Linked DNA regions of Sus scrofa: all the other regions are linked to region 1. A link is a contact called in public Hi-C and HiChIP or PLAC-seq data. All regions are on one chromosome and are shown on one strand. Each heading gives the region's core, a stretch centred on a gene start, on an enhancer-like site or on the middle of the called end of the contact. The rest is flanking DNA. Distances are from core to core; before and after follow the strand shown. Region 1 overlaps FYN (FYN proto-oncogene, Src family tyrosine kinase). Region 2 has its middle 150 kb from the start of FYN. Region 3 has its middle 130 kb from the start of FYN.

What was found. A called contact is a pair of places that touch in the nucleus more often than the background predicts. HiChIP or PLAC-seq counts read pairs in DNA pulled down with a chosen protein or histone mark.
Region 2: a contact with region 1 is called in a Hi-C map of blood, with 2.0 times the contacts expected there. The contact joins two enhancer-like sites. A contact is called at or near these places in 3 of 5 promoter capture datasets (fetal skeletal muscle and liver), 12 of 47 Hi-C or Micro-C datasets (alveolar macrophages, blood, brain and 7 more) and 2 of 2 datasets of contacts at active chromatin or transcription factors (alveolar macrophages and skeletal muscle).
Region 3: a contact with region 1 is called in an H3K27ac HiChIP or PLAC-seq map of alveolar macrophages. The contact joins two enhancer-like sites.

What each region holds. Positions count from the first base shown.
Region 1 is chr1:77,630,227-77,633,310 of Sscrofa11.1, forward strand. FYN (FYN proto-oncogene, Src family tyrosine kinase) reads right to left here. Exons shown (of 11, transcript NM_001080206.2): 3 at 1-85. Among named protein-coding and RNA genes, the nearest start is that of FYN, 11 kb to the right of the region's middle. Within about 2 kb of position 1,560, at least 18 of the 83 cell types and tissues checked have an H3K27ac peak or open chromatin away from gene starts, as enhancers often do. A contact at or near this core is called in alveolar macrophages, where this site is marked.
Region 2 is chr1:77,795,595-77,798,678 of Sscrofa11.1, forward strand. It overlaps a transcript of FYN not described here. Among named protein-coding and RNA genes, the nearest start is that of FYN, 150 kb to the left of the region's middle. Within about 2 kb of position 1,652, at least 5 of the 83 cell types and tissues checked have an H3K27ac peak or open chromatin away from gene starts, as enhancers often do.
Region 3 is chr1:77,767,563-77,770,646 of Sscrofa11.1, forward strand. It overlaps a transcript of FYN not described here. Among named protein-coding and RNA genes, the nearest start is that of FYN, 130 kb to the left of the region's middle. Within about 2 kb of position 1,644, at least 9 of the 83 cell types and tissues checked have an H3K27ac peak or open chromatin away from gene starts, as enhancers often do. A contact at or near this core is called in alveolar macrophages, where this site is marked.

The sequences.
Region 1 (3,084 bases), core at 310-2,809:
GGAGTCAACTGGAGCCACGTAATTGCTGGGAATGTAACCCGTCTCTCCTGTTGTCAAGGAGCGGGCCTCCCACCAGTCTCCTTCCCTGCAGAGAGAAAAGAGAAAAGGAAGTGAATTCGTGGACCATTTCAATGTCCTGTGGTCACAGACTCCACGTTGTGAGCATATATGACCACCTCCTAGTTATCCTGCTATCTGGTTTCGCCAACTCTAACACAGTCCTCTGCGAGGGTCTTTTTTTCTTCTTCTTCTTTTTCTTTTTAGGGACGCCCCTGCAGCACATGGAGGTTCCCAAGCTAGAGGTGGAATCAGAGCTGCAGCTGCCGGTCTACACCACAGCTATAGCAACAGCAGAACCAAGCCGTGTCTGCAACCTACACCACAGCTCACGGCAATGACGGATTCTTAACCTACTGAGGAGGGCCAGGGATTGAACTCACATCCTCATGGATGCTAGTCGGGTTCGCTAACTGCTGAGCTATGACGGGAACTCCACTTCAAGGGTCAAATGGGTACAATCTGAGTCAGCTGAGAGGGGAATCCAGCTTTGTCTCTCCTCTGTTGCCTTATTTAGAAATTAAAAATGTAGGACCCTGGTCATGAGGGGGGCTCTGGTGGGGAAGAGGGTATTTTTGCTTGGTAAGTGTCACCAACTTGGGCAAAGGGAAAGGGAACTGAGCCCCAGCCTACTGACGAAAAACAGTGAAAAAATGCTAATTATAGGAGATGAAGGATGTGTTACCCAACCTTACTGCAGTAAACATTTCACAATATATACACACATCAACCCATCACATGGTACACCTTAAAACCTCTACAATGGGACATTGCCAATTATATATCAATAAAGCTGGAAAAAAAATAGAACATGCACCAATTCTGCTACCATTTCATTCCTCTGCCCTGCCCCGAGGCAAACAGCATCCAGGTGCTGCTGGAGAGATCCAGCAGAGACAAGCTGCTGGCTTTAATGTTATTCGGTCCATCATTAAATTATTCAAAAGATGAAGCAAAGAAAAGGGGGGGGGAGAAGGAGAGGGAGAGAGACAGAGACAGAGACATAGACAGACAGACAGACTGTCTATAGCTGTAGATCATCTGAGAAAGGAAGCCTTTTAGGAGGCCTAATAAAGGATGGAGGTGCTCTGAGTACCTGCCTTGTTTGCTCTCAAGAAAATGGGTAGAAGAATAAAGCCTACGAGAGGCTGGGCCTCTCCTGGACATTTGCAGCCTGAGGTTACTTCATGGAGCACTGTCAGCCCTGCCCTGAATCCGGGGGTATGACAGGAAGGGGGGGGAGGTGCAGAGGTGTGTGCAGGGATGGGTAGGGGGATGAGAGTGTTAGTCACACCGCCCCCTGGAGCCCAGTGTTCCAGCCACAGGATGGTCTCATCTGTGAGGCTCACGGCACTGTGGGCAGAAGGATGTGAATGTGAAAGAGGGTGCTTGCAACACCACCCTCAGCATAAAACCAGTGACTAGATTAAATGCTCAGAGTTCACAGGCTTAGACTCCCTCAGCTGCACGTGACGGGGAGCAGGGTGCAGTGCGTGCCTCTCCCCATCAACAGAGCTTAGCCGACTTCCTGGGGTAGCTTTGACACTGACTGTGTCCACAAACCCTCCCCTAGCCTGAGGTCAGGAGCACGAGGGGCAGAGAGGATGCAACTGCCCCTGAGCAGACGGAGGCCTCTCAGATGTCTCATCACCAGAAGCCTTCTCTCCTTCCTTTTTTGGTCCTTGGTGGGAGCAAGTGAAATCCCAAGCTGCATTTTTTTTTTTTTATCACTTTTTTTTTTTTGGCTGAGCTGTTAGTCTAAGCCCTCAGACAGGGGAAGAGAAATGCTGGCTTTCGGCCCTGGTCAAGATCTCCCCCAGACAGATGCAATTAGGTAGAGGATAACCAGCCTCTGTATAAACACCAGCCTTATGCCAGGGGCCCAGCCTTTAAAGACTGGCTCCGAGGGAGGGAAGGATGCACAATGATCCCAGATAGGATTCCATACAGCGGCAGACAAACAGTGACAAGTGTACATGTGCAGCTGTGGGTGAGCGTTGGTGGCATGAATAACAGAATACCCTATAAGAAAACAGGGTGCTGGAGAGGTTTTATTTCTTGTTTTTGTTTTTTAAAACTATAGTTGACTTATGATGTTGTGCCAATTTCTGCTGTACAGCAAAGTGACTCAGGCAGATACAGATATCCTTTTTAAACATTTTAAAAAAAATTGTTATTTCCTCAACACAATTTTTTTTCTCCTGTACGGCATGGTGACCCAGTTACACATACTTGCACACATTCTATTTTCTCACATTATCATGCTCCATCATAAGTGACTAGACATAGGTCCCAGTGCTACACAGCAGGATCTCATTGCTAATCCATTAGTTTGCATCTATTAACCCCAAGTTCCCAATCCATCCCTTCCCCTCCCCCTCAGCAACCACAGGTCTATTCTCCAAGTCCATGATTTCCTTTTCTGTGGAAAGATTCATTTGTGCCATATATTAGATTCCAGATATAAGTGATATCCTATGGTATTTGTCTTTCTCTTTCTGACTTACTTCACTCAGTATGACAGTCTCTAGTTCCATCCATGTTGCTGCAAATATCCTTCTTTTTAAAATGTTCTTTTCTCTCATGGTCTAATCCAGGAGATTGGATATAGTTCCCTGTGCTATACAGTGAGACCTCATTGCTTATCCATTCTAAATGTAACAGTTTGCATCTACCAACCCCAAACACCCCATCCATACAATTCCATCCCCTCTCTGCTTGGCAACCACAAGTCTGTTTTTTATGTCTGTGAGTCTGTTTCTGTTTCGTAGACAGGTTCATTTGTGCCATATTTTAGATTCCACATGTAAGTGATATCATATGGTATTTGTCTTTCTGACTTACTTCACTTTGTGTGATAATCTCAGGTTGCATCTGCTGGCAAAGGTTTTAAACAAGGTATGTTTTAATTAGTTTCTCAGTCTTTTTCTAATCTATTAAATGAATTTAAACAGATAATCAAAAAAGGGAGATAATTTCTCCCAGAAAGTCCTTTATTAATAAGCTTAAATTTAGGTCATGTCCAGA
Region 2 (3,084 bases), core at 402-2,901, 170 kb after region 1:
GTAATGGAATCCTTAGCCTCAATGGGGGAGGCTCCCAGGGCAACAAGAATGAGAAGGAAAGGAAAGCAAATTGAATACCGGTTCAAAACATTGTCCCCCGCTAAAGCAGCTGGTCATGATGCAAGGTCTCAGAGGGCCCAGAACACTCACCTAGGATTTTTTAAAAGTGCAACATACTGACGTCATTTTTCTAAAAGATACCATTTATACAGGATTTGAACCAAGGGCAAAAAGGAGACTACGGCTTTTGTTTTCTTGAATTCTTTATATAAGGATTAATGTCCTTAATCTCTGAATGTACCCATTCAACAGGAAGCCACCTTGCTCAGCATCATTTGGAACTCTCCACTGGCTGGATTTCTTCAGGGCCTTCCTGCCTTTGCCTCTCCTTCTCCATTTCTGCTGTGTTCACCCATCACAGACCCAAAATCCTTCCCCGTCTTATCCATCATCCCAATTCCAGCTCAATCCCCTATCCAGCCTGAACCCTGCTTTCAGCTGATTCAACTGCTGTTTTCGTTAGTCTCTGAGAATATCCTCCGCATTTGACTCTCCAAACCAATTCTCAACTCTAGGTCACCACAAGGTCCGATTTTCCATTGCAAAGTGATGAGCACTACCAAGCAAAGCCACAAAACTGGGCTAAGCCATTCAAAATACTTGGAAATTTCAAAGGGGCCTATTTCTCTGTAGCAATTTTCAATCCATCTATTAACATAGTATCCTATATTTTCCTGGCTGGTTGGACATTTTCTGTATCCTCCAAGGCTCCCTCCCATCTCCAAATCTTGCAACCTCAGATGATGGTTCAGCTTCCAATTCTACTGAAAAGTTGCAGGATAGCCCATGCCTCAGAATTTATTTTCACATAGAAATTTCACTGTTATCTTCACCTATCTTGCAGCGACAGTCAAAAATCACATTAGTAGGCATTCCAACTTTCAAATACCTTTCTCATCTGCTCTCTCCCTCCAAATTACTTCTCATTTGCATCCCTTTGAGGGCTGCAGTAGGTTGCATTGTGCTGCCACTCCAATATATGTCTGTCAGAAACCTGTGAATGTGACCTTATGTGGAAAAAAGGGTCTTTGCAGATGTAATTAAGTTAAGGATCTCGAACTGAGATCATCTTGGATTAGGGTAGAACCTAAATCCAGGGACAAGTGTCCTTGTAAGAGAAAAGGCCATGACACACAGAGGAGAACTCAGCGTGAAGATGAAAGCCGAAATTGTACTGATGGGTCCACAAGCCAAGGAAAGCCAAGAGCTGCTGGCAGCCACCAGAAAGAGGCATGCGCAGGAATTCCTGTTGCGGCTCAGCGGGTTATGAGCCCGACTAGTATTCATGAGGATGCGGGTTTGATCCCTGGCCTTGCTTAGTGGGTTAAGGATCTGGCGTTGCCATGAGCTGGGTGTAGGTCATAGACGTGGCTCGGACCCAGGGTTGCTGTGGCTGTGGCGCAGGCCAGCAACTGCAGCTCTGATTTGACCCCTAGCCTGGTGAGAACCTCCATATGCCACAGGTGCAGCCCTAAAAAGCAAAACAAAAAGAGGCATGAACAGAGTCTTACTCAGAACCTCCAGAAGCAATCAACCCTATTGAAGTCTTGATTTCAAGACCTGTGGCTTCCAGAACAGGGAGAGGAAGTGCTTTGTTGTTTGAAGCCCCCAGTACACAGCCACTGTTACACAGCCACAGGAAACCAAGGCAAAGGCCCCTTCTATATGCAACGTGATCCTGCCCCACTAAACCTTTGATGACCCCCTTCTGTCCATCGTCCCCTCTCCCCAGCCTCGCCAACATCACTCTCCTTTGCGGATCATTTCTGCATGTTCGAGCTTATCTGGGTGGCACCAAGAGCCCAGCTAAGGGTCCCAGTGGGGAGCACAAGCAAGACTCCTTCCACAGTGACACTTCTGCATTGCAAGTACATGAGTAGTGATTGTGGAGGTGGAGGCTGGGGTGTTTCATGCCCTGGAAACATAACCTCTGTCACAAGCTAGGGATGTGAGAAAAGTGGAGGCACTGGGGCTCGCCTAGGGACCCCAGACTGGGGGTCTGAACACCTTCCTACTCCGGACATGGCACAGTTGGGCTGCAGTACAATCAGAGAATGTTTTCTGAACACCAGCTCTCCTTGTATTACACTTACGTTTATACTAATCAGAACTTCCCAGGAGCTAGTGGCTCCACAGAGGCATGTGGTTCTGCTCATGACACTGCAGTCCTTAAAGGTTCTTCCCAGCCACGTCTCATCAGCCCTCACTGGGCAATTTTCGGCCCCTTGGCGAAAACCTCTAACTCTCACCAGTTTGCAATCAAGAATCTGCTGAATAATAACCATAAGACACTGGGAATTACACGATCAACCACACTTATACAAAAAGAAGGGTATGGTATGGCATATTATCTGTGCTTTGGGCCCTAACTTGTTGACAGAATTAGAAACTGGATCACTGCATTTCTATCCAAGGGGTGAAACGTAAGGTGCAACATTATGTGCAAAACCAAAGTCTGGATTTTAACCCATGACTCTGAGGATCTACCAAAGCAGAGGACCTGATGTATTATCTACAAGAAGAGAATTTACTCAAGGTGCATCTCATTCTACAAGTACTGAAAACACTTGGAAGACCTCCAACTTGGAAGCCTGGAATCATAATCAACAAGCATTTAATACATGCACAGTTCAGTGTAGAATTACAGGGCACAAAGCAAATTAAACAGCAGTGCTTTCCGTCTTCTAGAAGCTGGCCACTGAAAATGGACAACGCTGACCCTGACAAGTACAAAAGTGACTGAACATGAACAAAGTGGATAAACACATGAAGTGGTTACATTCATTAGACGCTGGCCAAGGGGCAAGCGCAGTTTTGTTAGTAGTGTATGATCTCCCATGTTTGAGGTGGTGGTGGGGAGGTGGGCAGGACCGCGCTGAAATCACAGGCAACACCCAATGAAGGAAGGAAAAAAGCTCACTACTGCTTTCCAAAGACCATGATGGTATTTCAAATAACACTGAGTGAGGCATCAGGTCCGCCCTTCCCCCTCTTCACTGTGGCAGCGAGTCTACATCCACTGAA
Region 3 (3,084 bases), core at 394-2,893, 140 kb after region 1:
GTTTTTAAGGCGCAAGACGGGGAGAGGGGTGGTGTACTACCCCCTCTCTGTCTCCCTCCTCCCCCCGCAATTAGGTAAACAGGTATGTATCTGACATACAGACACAGTCCTTTGTATGCATATGTACTCCTTTGCAAACATCCTCCTCATCATTTGTCATGGTACCCTGAGCCCTGAAGCCACCTTCCTCGGTGCTGTCTTCCCAGCCTCTGACTCTTTGCAGAGCCCTCTGAGGGGTCCCTGGTCTTGGACGGAGTGTTTGCTCCATCCATCTCCCTACTCCGCTCCCGCGTGACGACGACCAGACGTCCACACAAAAACCTGCACGCAGATGCTTTAAGTAGCTTTTTCATAATTCCCAGAACTTGGAAGCAAACAAGATGTTCTGCAGGAGGTGAATAAGTAAATAATCATGGTACCTCCAGACAATAAAATATGATTCAGCGCTAAAAAGAAATGAGTATCAAGCCATGAAAAGATACGGAGGGAACTTAAATGCATATGTAAGTGAAAGAAGCCAATCTGAGAAGGCTACATGCTGGATGGTTCCAACTACATGACATTATGGAAAAGACAAAACTGAGAGACAATAAAAAGATCACTGGGGAGTTCCCGTCGTGGCGCAGTGGTTAACGAATATGACTAGGAACCATGAGGTTGTGGGTTCGATCCCTGCCCTTGCTTAGTGGGTTAATGATTCGGCGTTGCCATGAGCTGTGGTGTGGGTTGCAGATGCGGCTCGGATCCTGCGTTGCTGTGACTCTGGCGTAGGCGGGCAGCTCCAGCTCCAATTAGATCCCTAGCCTGGGGACCTCCATATGCCGCAGGAGCGGCCCAAGAAATGGCAAAAAGACCAAAAAAAAAAGATCACTGGCTGTGAGAGGTTCGGATGAGGGAAGGATGAACAGACAGAGCACAGAGGATCTGTAGGGCAGTGAAAATACTGTGTGATACTATGATGGTGGAGGTGTGCCATTTGTTACATGTAATGAACCTACATGCACATATCATGGATCACCCAGAGTCACCAGTTTACGTTAGGAGTCACTCTTGGTGTTGTACATTCTAAGGGTTTGGATAAATGTATAATGACACAAATCCCTCCACAAAAAAGTTTATTCATTGGTTTTAAATTACTGTAGCACTCAATCTTGATGGAGAGTGGAAGATAAATTAAGATGGCAGAAAGGCACCTTCCCGGCCTCTTCTCCCACCCTGGCTGTGAATTCACACCATGCTTAGAAGTCATGGCCCAGAGAAAGGGGGACAATGAACAGACGTTGGTAAATTATTCCAATGCCCCCTAGTTTCACTCTTCATCAGACTCCCATTCGAGATGTTCTCGCATCTGTATCGATTTCACAGCACCCTGAACGCAGCACGTGATGACTATCTGCCTCCCCCACAGTCAGCATCACACAGCTCTCTAGTGGCACAGTCAGGATGTCTCAAGCCCCGGGGCCCACACTCTTTCCACTGCTTCACTCGGCCTTGTGCTCGACCTTGGAGCCATCTCGCTTTCACAGGGTCCTTTTACGGGAAGGACTATGCAAATGGACACCCTGTTTCATCTCTTCTTCTGCGAACGGCAGTGATCTACTTCCTCTCCTTCCCTTTACACTCTGGGTTCAGCCGTGGCCCATTTCACAACTTCACGAACACCCCTACGTCTTCCGAGAAGCTGCCACGTTCCCCTGGCTGTGGGGGCTGCTCTCCACAAACCACACGTAACCCGAAGAGGAGGCTGGGTCTTTGGTGGAAGTGAACCCTTTCACATCTGAATGGGGTTCTAGCTCCTCCTTCAAAATCACCCACGGGCTAATGCCCCTGGGTGTGCTATGGAAAGTGGGGCTCAGGATGGAAAGCCACCGGCATCAGTGAGAACACCATGGTACCTCTGCCCTCGATGCAGTGTTTAACCAAGTCCCCTCCCAACACGCCTTTGTGTGGTGCTGCCTCATCTCGGGCACTTTCATGGGACTGTCAAGGGGAAGACTGCAGATACAGCACCCTGATGTCAGCAGAGATTCAGACAGCCACTCAAAACATAGCTGAGCAAGATGGGGGACCCTGGGCCAAGTGACAGTTGGGTTTGGTGGACTCGGGGGTGATGGGATGGCCACTTCTGAGGGTACAAACATCACAGGGGGGTGACACGGACTTGGAGGGAGGTGCTTGTACAGTAGGGCTTGGGAGGCACATTACCCTTGGTTAAGGAGATTTTCATCAGATGTGCTTATGGAGATCACAAATAATTCACAGCTGAAAGAGGATCGCTAATTAATTAGAAGAAAGAACACAGATTTTTAAGGCTGGAACGGTTACTAGGGCTGACCAAAACAACAAAAATCTCCCCATAGTAAACAGATAAAATCCTGATTTTCTTCAGGCTAATGCTCTCCCAACTGAGCTATTTCAGCCACCCATAAAATCCTGCTTTTGACTGTAAAACATCTAATGCATAAATATAGGAACATGTCAGACCCAGCCCCATACCCTCCCACCCATTCAGCTGGGACAATTTACTCTGTTCGCAAGTCCTGCCAGAGACCCTGACCCTAGGCTCCAGGCCACTGACACGGAGACTCTCACCAGTGTCCCAACTCCTGACTTCAGACCTGGGAGCTCCTTTTACCTTTCAGGCTCAGGCTCCTGCTCCCCCTTCTCAGCAGTTTTGGCGGTTGATCCTATAACTCGTTCTTCTGGATGCAGCTCTTCTACAGCTTCCTGACAACCCAGTACACTAGTGCTTCTTGCACGCATCTGGCCCATTGACCTGCTCTGCCGGACAATTCTGCTGCCAAACACCTGTCCATCTAGACGGCCAGCTCTGGAAGGATTTCCCCAGTGCTATGCCTTACCCAGCATCCCCAATGCCTCCTGTTAACAGCCTGCCGCTCATACATCTCCATGAGCACGCCCCAGGCCACGGATCTCTCTGTTCTCAGGATTCCTGTCTGGACTATATCCTGGATCCCAAGCTGATCTCATCCTGTTATTGACAGAAACCCAGCTCTTCTCCAGCAGGGGCAAAGGGGATGGGTTTAAAGAAATTCGTATTTAAAGACACTGAATATGAGCTCC